3 separate regions of the Mus musculus genome follow, and all the other regions are linked to region 3. The links are chromatin contacts, called in public HiChIP or PLAC-seq maps. All regions are on one chromosome and are shown on one strand. Each heading gives the region's core, a stretch centred on a gene start, on an enhancer-like site or on the middle of the called end of the contact. The rest is flanking DNA. Distances are from core to core; before and after follow the strand shown. Region 1 overlaps Rnf115 (ring finger protein 115). Region 2 overlaps Rnf115 (ring finger protein 115). Region 3 overlaps Gpr89 (G protein-coupled receptor 89).

Region 1 (3,614 bases), core at 241-2,740, 100 kb after region 3:
CACCCCTGCATCTTTCAAGTCCTTGATGGTGGCAGTAATTTCTGTAATTCCTCCAGGAATACAATACTGGTTTTTGATTCACTGTTTTCTTTGGCAGAAGCAACTCCAAAGGCTTCCATTTAGTCTTTCCAACCATAATAGCCCTCACTCTACAGGTCAGGGAACCAATATGAGAATTCTGCCAATTTCTAAGTATATCAACCCCAATTATACATTCTGAAACTGGGTAAATGGCCACAAGTTGTGTTCAGGGACCTACTGTGAGTCAGACATCAGTCAAAATTCCATTAATCACCTTTCCTCCATAAATCCCTACTTTAACTGGAGGGCCTCAATGTTTCTTGGGATCGATCTCCTGGGATCATTGTCAATTCAGAACCAGTATCCAATAGACCCTGGAAAGTCTGATTATTTCCTTTCCTACAGTGTACAGTTAGTTACCCTTATAAAAGGCTATATAGGTCCCTCTGGGGAAGAACTGGAGAAAAGACTAGCAGCAGAAATTTTAGGTTTCCTATCAAGATCCTTCCTCAGGGGAACCTGGCCACCCCTTCATTCAAGGCAAACTGGTTCAAGTCTGGAAATTGATTCACTGGCTGAGACTGACTTTTGCCATGATCCAATGTAGCCTTCACTTCATTTATTTGAGAATTTTTCTGGATTATTTTTCATTCCAGATATAGTCAAGTTGACAACCAGGAATAGCCACTACACCGTCTTTTAATCCATTTAAAAAGTAAACACTAACATTTTTAAAATAAGGGGGGAAGTTAACAACCAATGTCAATTCTTAAAACCTAAGTTGTGACTGGTATCAAAAAGCTATGATGCTAAAATTTAGGGATGACTTCTTTAAACCATACTGTGTAGGTAAAAAGCTTTCTTAGATGCAGGATAACAATCAAAGGCCTTTCTGGGTGCAGATGTACCTTAGCTAATGGAGTGCTTGCCTTGCTTGCACAAAGCCCTGGGCTAGCTCAATCCCCAACACTTCACAAACTGGGCATGGTGGTGCAAGTCTGTAATCCTTGTAATCAGGAAGTGGACGCAGGAAGATCACAAATTCAAGGCCAGGCTGTTCTATACATATAGCAAGTTATCACAAAGAAAGGAGCTTCAGTTGAGGAAATGCCTCCATGAGATCCAACTGTAAGGCATTTTCTCAATTAGTGATCAAGGGGGAAAGGCCCTTGTGGGTGGGACCATCTCTGGGCTGGTAGTCTTGGTTCTATAAGAGAGCAGGCTGAGCAAGCCAGGGGAGGCAAGCCAGTAAAGAACATCCCTCCATGGTCTCTGCATCAGCTCCTGCTTCCTGACCTGCTTGAGTTCCAGTCCTGACTTCCTTTGGTGATGAACAGCAGCATGGAAGTGTAAGCCAAATAAACCCTTTCCTCCCCAACTTGCTTCTTAGTCATGATGTTTGTGCAGGAATAGAAACCCTGACTAAGACAGTGCTCTACGTCAGTGAACAGCCACAGGAAATGCATATTTCAGAGGAACTCCTGGTTAGAACACACTGATGATCTTCAACAGCTACTTTTTGAAAAGTACTGTCTATTGAAATAGGTGAACAGGATCTTAAGATGTAGGCCATGGAAAGCGCAGCCTGACAAGAAGATTTTAAAAAGTCTAATAGGAAGAAAGATATTAATAACCTTGTGTTTTAGTCTAAACAGAACAATGTGGGAAGATTATAAGCAAAAAAAGAAAAGATTATAAGCAATAGAAAATGTGTTTAATTCCATTCTAGAGGCTGGGGATGAAGTCAATAGAGCACATCCCTCTTCGTCCTCAGCATCAGCCACACCCTCCATCCATAACTTGGAGGGTGGTTGCAGCATCTGTAAGCATGACGTCTTTGCAAAGTAAAAAACTAGTATTCTCCTTGGATCTTCATAAGAGAGCATGTGTGTGTTGGGACATGCATCCCAGATTCCTGACAGCAGACTGTTAGAGTCCCATTAGTGAAAAGTAGATTCCACATCAATTCCCTACATCAAGAACCCTTAGCAAGTAATCTGGTATTTTCTGGTCATACATAGTTCAAGAAATAGTCTCCACTTGCTAAGAAAAGTAAGAAGAAAAAAACTGCTACTGACTATATGGTCCACGTTTGGGCACATAAAAACATGCAGTCTCACTTCACAATACAACATCTAAAATTGAAATAAAATTGAAAACAGGTGGATCTATTTAAAGATATATAATAGTGATTATATAAAGGAAAGAATTCATCAAGAAATAATTTAAATGACCAAAATGTACAAAACGGAGCCAAAATCTAAACTTACAAACCTACAATGAAAATAAATACAATAAAAATCCTCAGAAGATTGCTACACATTGAAAAAAATATTGACTATACAGTACAACTCACCTGATACATGCTTTTTATTGTTGTTTAGTTTGTTGTTTCATCTAAAGGCTTGTGGAGCCTGGACTAGCCTCAAACTCACTAGAGAGCTGAAGCCAGCTTGAACTCCTGATTCTCCCAAATGCTGGGGTTACAAGCATGTGCCACCAAACTCGGTTCAAACACAGTGTTTACTCTAGTCTAAGTGATCAGCAGGCACCGCAGCTGGCTAATCATAAACCAACCTCCACAGCACCCTCCTTGCCACCTCATAGTAAAGGATACAAAGTTAACTCTCTGCTCATTTAGCTCTCCTCACATCCGTGGGCAGGAAACATTAGGACACAGAGCTCAGGAAATATTCTGAGCACAGAGTAAGGGGCAGTAGAAAAAGATTCCTTTTCCTTTAACAAAAATGTAGTACAAAGCAGGTTTGGTGGCATGCACCTAGCAACTGGGAGCCTACAGCAGGGAGCCTACAGCAGGAGGATCTGGAATTCAAAACCAGCCTGAGCTACCTGGTAGATCCAAATAGCCTATTTAAAAAAAAAAAAATGGTTTTAAGATGGAGGGTATGGGAGAGGATATGCTAGAGTGATTTCATGTTAAGTGATTTCATATTAAGTTCTCATCTACTTAAATCTTTAAATCAGATCTCTGCATTCTGCAGTAGTTTGAATGAGAATGGCCCCCAATTGTTGGAACTATTTGCGAAGAAGTATTAGGAGGAGTGGCCTCGTTGGAAGAAATCTATCACTAGGGGCAAGTTTAGGGGTTTCAAAAGCCCAAGACATTGCCACTGTACTTTCCCTCTACCTCCTCCTTATGGATGGAGATTTGAGTTCTCAGTTCCAGCCATGCTGTCCCGCTACAGTGGACTCTTAGCCCTCTGAAAACACATGCACAACTCCATGCTTTCGTTCATAACTAAGACAGATCCCAATGTTATGGGATATACTTGGTTTACCTTTTGATATCCTTCAAATTTCTTTTTCTTTTACTTTTTTTTTCTTTTTATCTATTTATCTTCTTTTTTATTTTGGAGACATGGTCTCACTATATGGTCCTAGAATTCATTCTGTAGACCAGAGTGGCTTTCCAAAAATCCATGTACCTCTGCCTCTCCAGGGCTGGGAATAAAGGTGTGTGCTACCACATTCTTTTTGAGGCATGGTCTTAATATTTAGCCCAGGTTGGTCTTGAACTCATGCTCTTCACAGCCTGCCAAATGCTTACGAGCGAGAAGTATCAAACTTAGCCT
Region 2 (3,462 bases), core at 65-2,564, 120 kb after region 3:
GGTCCCAGGGTCCCATAAATAACTCCCTTAAAGAAATACAGGAGAACACAGGTAAACAGCTAGAAGCCGGTAAAGAGGAAACACAAAAATCCCTTAAGGAATTACAGGAAAATACAATCAAACAGGCGAAGGAAATAAAATCATCCAAGACCTAAAAATAGAAACAATAAAGAAATCACAAAGGGAGACAATCCTGGAGTTAGAAAACCTAAGAAAGAAATCAGGAGTCATAGATGTAAGCATCGGCAACAGAATACAAGAGATAGAAGAGAGAATCTCAGGTGCAGAAGATATCATAGAAAACATTGACACAAAAGTCAAAGAAAACGCAAAAAGCAAAATATCCAGGAAATTCAGGATACAATAAGAAGACCAAACCTAAGGATAATAGGTATAGAAGAGAGTGAAGATTCCCAACTAAAAGGGCCAACAAATATCTTCAACAAAACTATAGAAGAAAACTTCCCTAACCAAAAGAAAGAAATGCCCATACATACAAGAAGCCTACAGAACTCCAAATAGACTGGACCAGAAAAGAATTTCCTCCTGTCACATAATAATCAAAACACAGGGCAGTTGGTACATTTCTGTATCTGTGTTTCCCCATCCACTTTATGTGTTTAAACTTGCTCTCCAACTACACTGTAATACTGTGAAGGCAAGGCAACAAGAAATGTGCTTCCTGCCCCTACTTGTTTTAGAAGCAATATGTATAAAAAGTTCTCACCTAATTCTTCAAATTCCTTGGAAATCTCAATAATATCATTATAAAGACATTTTCCAGTAATAAAATGTAAAACATCATTAAAAAAAAAGTTAACCCTCAGTAGACAGAGGCAGGTGGACCTCTGGAAGATGAATGGGGCCTGGTCTACAGAGTAAGTTCCGGGACAGCCAGAGCTACATAGGGAAACATTGTCTTGAGAAAAGGAAAAAAAAAAAAGAAGAAAGGGAAAGAGAGAAAATTAAATATTGAGGCATGGTGACAAGAAAACTCTACTGAGGAAAAATGTGGCATGATTACACCTTACTACAAAGCCTGTCACTGCTAAGGAACATGAACTCACAACCATGACTGTTGAAAAATTAGTACCTGAAGGGTAGCCCAGGTCATAGTGTCAGATATAGCCCTACTAAAGTTAGAGTGCTGACCACATATACTTTCCTTCTTACTCAATGCATTTCCTCCTCGTGAATCATACATACAAAACTGACAGATCCATCTATTTCCATTTCTAAAAGAGAACCAATGCTTAAAGAAAACCAAGTGAAGTTTCTTCTGCACATGCGCAATCAGGAACAGACTGTGCTCCCACAAACAGCACACCCTGCGAAATGCTGACTCACATCGAGAAGACTGCCAGGCTCACACAGAGTATACAGACTTTCAATGCTTCTCAATCTATCAACAAGAAAACACAAATGAGTGTTCAAAATATGATCTGTCTGGAGCCAGGCTCACATCAACTCATCTTAAAGTACTTAAGAACTGACTAAAAATCTTAGATGTTAGCAATAACCATAGCCATGAACAAAAGGAAACCTCCTAACACAATTCTTGACTATAACATCATCAACAAGGGGACTGGGGGGAGAGATACATTTACATCTTAAGATAATTTTCAAAAAAAGGAAAATTCAGTGATTTATGGGCTTATTAACTATAATTCTAAAATAAAAGGGAATTCTGATTATGGGATTTAACATTGAAAAATTGTTTTGGTCATATGTCAGCTTTTAGCTCCTAAAAGCTGTATGGCATCAGAGATAGATAAGTAAAAGAAGAGAGTAAAAGTGTTTGCTGTCCAATGAGCTTGGTTTTCCCATCTGGGAAACAGTCTCCAAACCACTACAAGCACGGAGTATCAACGCCACTGAACTTAAAAACAGTTTAAGATAGCCGGTCGTGGTGGCGCACACCTTTAATCCCAGCACTCAGGAGGCAGAGGCAGGAGAATTTCTGAGTTCAAGGCCAGCCTGGTCTACAGAGTGAGTTACAGGATAGCCAGGGCTGTACAGAGAAACCCTGTTTCGAAAAACCAAAACAAAAAAGAACTAGTCATAACAGCACATGTTTATAGTCTCAGCTTCTCCAGAGGCTGAGGCAGGAGAATCAGTTGAGCTTATGAGTTTAAGACAAGCCACGGAAAATATAGTGAAACCTTATGAAACCACTTCTCTTAAACAAACGGTTCAAACAGTTACACAAGCCAAAAAGAAAGAGGTCAATGAAAAGCCAAAGTATTTTGAATTGAAAAATAAATGGTATTAAAGGACACTGACTGTTTTCAAATAAGAATTCAGAGTTTTGATTTTCTAACTGAGCTGGTGCCATATGCCTATGAATCCTAGCACCCAGGATGCTGAGGCAGGAGGATTTATGGTTTCAAGGTCAACCAATGTTACATAGTAAGTATGAAGCCTGCTTGGGCCATATAGTGAAACCTGTCTCGGGGGCAGAAGGGAGGGTGAGGAGAGACAGAGAGACAGAGACAGAGAGAGGGGGTTAGAGAAGGAGAGAGAGAATAAGAAGGAGGGGCAAGGGGAAAAGAGAGAACTCATATTTAATATATGGATGCTACATTATACAAAAGAATAGAAGTTAATTAACTAAGGGTCTCATCTTAGGATCTGAAAGGTTATAAATATACTTATTTCACAGCAACTACCATGTTAAATTCTAGAAACTTGTATGATACAGTGTTATTTTAAAACTGCTGTATTGCAATTTGGGTAATAAGTCATCAGGGCTGCCAATGCAGCGGAGGCTGCAGCACCAATGCTCTGCAAACATCACAAGCTTTTCACTCATACACAGAAAGCAGCAGCAGAAAAAGAAAACACAACCAGGGCTGCAGCGGGATATTTTGCAGGCTCTGACTTTTTCCTCTGAAGAAGCAGGCCAAACCCTTAGCTACTGAGGACACAGATCTTCCCAGGTTACCCCTGACTGCACTCTTCTCACACATCCATCCTCAGTGATTCAGCATTAGGTGGTTGGTTATCTACCTCTTTAATCCCCAGCCACACCCTAAGCAATCTCTACTGCCGAGGAGCACCGTTAGGAAAACTTACCTCTGCAAAATGTGTCGCTGTGCTATTGTCTGTCCGGCTTCCACCACCACCTAAAAAACTAAAGAGAAAAGTAATGGTGGTGACTCTCTCCCTGGGATGAGCTCCCTCCCTTCCCAGAAGCTAAATATAGGTCGGGCCAAATGAGAACAGCGCTCAATGGGGAAAGTCACTCATCCCAGCAGGACACCTGCCAGACACACCACGCCTGTAAGGTATCTTAACACAGAGAACAGTAAGAGAGGCAAATGAAAACTGGCATACCAAACAACAAAATCAAGTGGTTTTCAAATAAATTAAAGCTACATCAAATGAAAACTTAGAGAGAGGGTCACTGCACAGAAAGAAAGGCTCACAGCCAGTAGTAACACAATTCAATTAGCCTAGCAA
Region 3 (3,583 bases), core at 1,067-3,566:
TGTGTGTGTTTGAGTGTGTTGTAAAAGTGCATCGCAGAAAGTTAGCTGCTGCTCATCTTTTCTACTTAAGCGCATGTCTATTTTTGTCTGCAGCTTATTTGCCAAAAGCAAAACTGGCTTAAAATTAGGTGATTAAAATCAAAAGTGAAAGTAAATTGTCTAAAACCGGGGTAATTTGTGTGTGTCCAGCCAACTTTCACTCTGGTTACTCCATTTGTCTATCTGCTGAGAGAGAGCATGATACCTCACGCCTTCACATAGGCAGCCAGCGCCACACCGCAGCCTTTAGTATTGGCTAGGAGGATAGAAGTGGCTTCCGTGCTCCCCTTTGAGCTGCTTTGCTGGTAATCCCAGGTGTTGAGCCAAGAACTGCACAGCCCAGAACCCCCTCACATGCTCGTCCCAAGTTCCCCTTAGAAACTGACGGAGTCGTGGCTCGGAGCCTTTCCTTGGTTCTTTTTTCACGACTTCCCAAAATGCCGAGTTGGAGGGACCGTGTCAGGGAAGGCAGCACAAGCTTGTGGCTGTTTGATTTGTACCTTATCCAGGCAGCGCTCACTGAAAAGGGAACTGTTTCCGTCACCAAAATGAATATGCCTAACACTCTTTGTTACGAGTGACCTTTTAACTGATGCTTTAAGAATTTAGCCCACAGAAATGCCATCTGGCCCTTGTCACCTGGTACCATTTGTTGCAGACATGATGCCAATGCTGCTGCTTCCTCATCCCCATTTTTGTCTCTTGTCACCCAAAAATGTCCACCATGAATTTCTCTGTAGCTTGCTCTCCTACCTGTGCTAGATTTGTCCTGGTTGGTTTTAGGCCCATTGCACTCTTCAAGTAATCATGTGTGTCTTCTAAGCTCACAAGGACCTTGCTCTTAATACTCTGGGCAGACTAGAACTTGCCATCAGCTGTCACGATGCCCCTGAGTGCTCCACAGATAGGAGGAGCACCCACAGATGCACCCTGTCCAGCAGTAGCGCCATGACAGTCATGGCAAGAGGTGGACTGCAGTGAGTTAAGGCCCTGTCTGTGTGAACTTCCTGTTTCCTTTCTGTGGTCTGCTTTTCCTTGTGTCCCTCCTCTGTGCCTGGTTCTTTATAGAATTGTTAGCCACTTTGTTCTCTAAATGATATTAGCATATGGCAAGGATGGATGACAGTGGTATTTCCTTATTCTTTACAACCACCCAGAGTGAGAAAGTAAACTGTGGGTCTCTCAGCTTCCAGGTGGCAGAGCCAGACCTCAGATGTATTGCCTACTCTATATTCTGTTCCCCGGGCCAGGCCACGCAGCCTCTGGAAATGTTGTCTTCTGTGTAACTTCTGAACCAGTGGAGACATAGCTGTGACTCAGGACGGTGGGAGATGAGGCTGCAAGTCCCAGTTCTTTGCTCAGGCTTCTGTGTTCTGTATTGCAGAATGGCCGTGGCACGGAGAACCATGTTCCAGAGAGGGGATGTGCAGAACAAGCCGTCGGGACTCTGGGGCATGCTGAAGAGCGTTACTGCCTCAGCCCCGGGAAGTGAAAGTATCCTTTACCTTCTTCTTGGCTCTTCTCCTCCACTCTGCACCAGGGGCTGAGTCAGTCCCCTCTAGGGTGCCTGGCTGCATCAGGGCCAGCCAGCACTGGGCTAGGAGGTCCAGTGGGCACGTCATCTTCCCTACACTTGTACCTAACTGCAGAAGCGTTGTCTCTGAGCTGGAGCGAACCTATCAGATCATTCTTTCCATTTCACAGATGAGAAAATAGACCCAGAGAGGTGAAGTCACACGGTGGTTTGTGGCAAGTGTAGGAACAGAACTATGGCCTCAGCTTCATAACTTGTTCCGCTGTGCTGTTCTGTCACCCACAGATGCAAGACCACAAAGCACAGTGACTCCCTACAACAGTGTGGTGGCAAGGTTCCATTCCTAACCCAGTTAATGCCACACAGATTTCAAGCAGCTCCACCCCCCCCCCCCTTAAAAAAAATAAATAAAACAGGGCAACCTGGTTACTGGATTGTTCCTGGCCCTGCTGGTTTGGAGGCTGACTAGTTCCACATAGAGAAAACCAAGCCTGTGTGTTTCTCCCTCTTCTCCCGTCCCCTCCCACAGGCTGTCAGGGCTGAGATGTTCTTCTGTCTCTGTCACCAGTTAAGTCAGTTGGAGAAGGATGCAGGCTATTGTGATGGATCCGGACACCATTCTGACGTGGCTATAGATAAGAATCAGACAGAGAAAGCCAGGTGACTGTGGCAGAGAAAGGAAAAGGAGTCATGGGGGCTGGAGAGACGGCTCAGAGGCTCGGAGAGGGGCCTGCTCTTGCACATGTATCAGGTGACTCATAGGTGCCCCAGTCCTAGGGAGCTGCCTTCTGAGGGCTCCCACACTCGTCTGCATATGCGCCCCCACACATACAGACAATTAACAGCAAAATCCACCCTCTCTTTAGAGAAAACAAGTACCCTGCAGCAGTGCTCTGTCTCCTGTTTCCAGGAAGAGTCTAAGTGACAGGACTGGAAGCATAACCTCTCAAGAGCAGCTCGGCCTGGCTGGTAGCCACTGTTGAGGGGAGGACCTGAAGGGTACTTGCTAATTTCACAAAGGGAGGAAGATTTGAATTACTGGGACTATCTATCTTACTATCTTTATTACTTTAAAATTCTTAAAAACCCAAGTGTAGGTTGGTATCAACAAAGTATGGAGTTTTTAGCTCTCTGAGCTCCTGCTTCTTTAGTGAGGAAATACTGACACTTCTGACTGAGGTATGGAAACTTGGCTAGTATCTGGCAGTGGAAAAGACGGGGCCTTGTGTAGGCAGACAGCACTATGCACGCCTATTAGATGCAGGATGAGATGACATGGAGCAAGTTGTTTAACATTCTGAGCCTCTTTCCTTGTCTGAGAAATGGGTTACAGCTGTCTCATGGGATTGTGGGAGCATAAAATAAGATAGAAAGAAGGCATTGCCTAAAGCCCAGCCCGGTGAGGCTCTGACCACAGTGCTGTGTGTGCTGTTTCCTGGCACAGTATCTATCAGTCAGGTAGCATGAAACTGCTGAATTGTGGGTCATGGCGTATACACCATTTGAGGACTGAATTTGATATTAAAAAAATAAAGCAGAACACTAGCCGTGAGATCATATGTCTGAGCAGCAGCTGGCAGATGCATGTGGGGTGCCCCTTCACCCTGTGTCAGCCTGGGAACACTGCCCTGAAGCAGTGCTGAGGTGGGAATAAAAGATGCAGGCAATTCCCAGCTTCTTCCCTACAAAGCTGAGCAAATCCAACCTTTCTTCCCACTGCTTACTGACACTTTTCTGTGATTTAAACCTTGATGCCCACTTTTTGCCAGATCTGACTCTTATCCAACAGGAAGTGGATGCTTTGGAAGAACTGAGCAGGCAGCTTTTTCTGGAAACAGCTGATCTGTATGCTACAAAGGTACAGAGTGAGGAGACAGCTCTGCTTTACCAACACGGTTGAAGAGAGAATGAGACCTCATGGGCTGGCAGTCCTCTGCGAGCAGGCAGTGCTTCTGTGTAAGCCAAGTGGCGTTAGAAAAGAGGCTTACTGTTTATGAAGTCACTCCTGAG

The links. HiChIP or PLAC-seq counts read pairs in DNA pulled down with a chosen protein or histone mark.
Region 1: a BATF HiChIP or PLAC-seq map of CD8 T cells shows a contact between it and region 3, with 5 read pairs. The contact joins two enhancer-like sites. A contact is called at or near these places in 1 of 484 Hi-C or Micro-C datasets (extraembryonic endoderm stem cells), 3 of 115 datasets of contacts at active chromatin or transcription factors (CD8 T cells, SST interneurons and embryonic stem cells) and 3 of 9 other capture datasets (adipose tissue, liver and pancreatic islet).
Region 2: a contact with region 3 is called in a BATF HiChIP or PLAC-seq map of CD8 T cells, with 7 read pairs. The contact joins two enhancer-like sites. A contact is called at or near these places in 1 of 15 datasets of contacts at CTCF or cohesin (the NIH/3T3 cell line), 9 of 484 Hi-C or Micro-C datasets (Sertoli cells, embryonic stem cells, myocytes and 3 more), 3 of 115 datasets of contacts at active chromatin or transcription factors (CD8 T cells and embryonic stem cells) and 3 of 9 other capture datasets (adipose tissue, liver and pancreatic islet).

The regions. Positions count from the first base shown.
Region 1 is chr3:96,776,282-96,779,895 of GRCm38.p6, reverse strand. The region is part of intron 4 of Rnf115 (ring finger protein 115); the gene reads right to left. Among named protein-coding and RNA genes, the nearest start is that of Cd160, 36 kb to the left of the region's middle. Within about 2 kb of position 1,490, at least 17 of the 459 cell types and tissues checked have an H3K27ac peak or open chromatin away from gene starts, as enhancers often do. A contact at or near this core is called in CD8 T cells, where this site is marked.
Region 2 is chr3:96,757,648-96,761,109 of GRCm38.p6, reverse strand. Rnf115 (ring finger protein 115) reads right to left here. Exons shown (of 9, transcript NM_026406.3): 3 at 3,076-3,133. Among named protein-coding and RNA genes, the nearest start is that of Rnf115, 32 kb to the right of the region's middle. Within about 2 kb of position 1,314, at least 46 of the 459 cell types and tissues checked have an H3K27ac peak or open chromatin away from gene starts, as enhancers often do. A contact at or near this core is called in CD8 T cells, where this site is marked.
Region 3 is chr3:96,880,469-96,884,051 of GRCm38.p6, reverse strand. Gpr89 (G protein-coupled receptor 89) reads left to right here. Exons shown (of 14, transcript NM_026229.4): 8 at 1,424-1,533; 9 at 3,343-3,431. Among named protein-coding and RNA genes, the nearest start is that of Gpr89, 23 kb to the left of the region's middle. Within about 2 kb of position 2,316, at least 43 of the 459 cell types and tissues checked have an H3K27ac peak or open chromatin away from gene starts, as enhancers often do. A contact at or near this core is called in CD8 T cells, where this site is marked.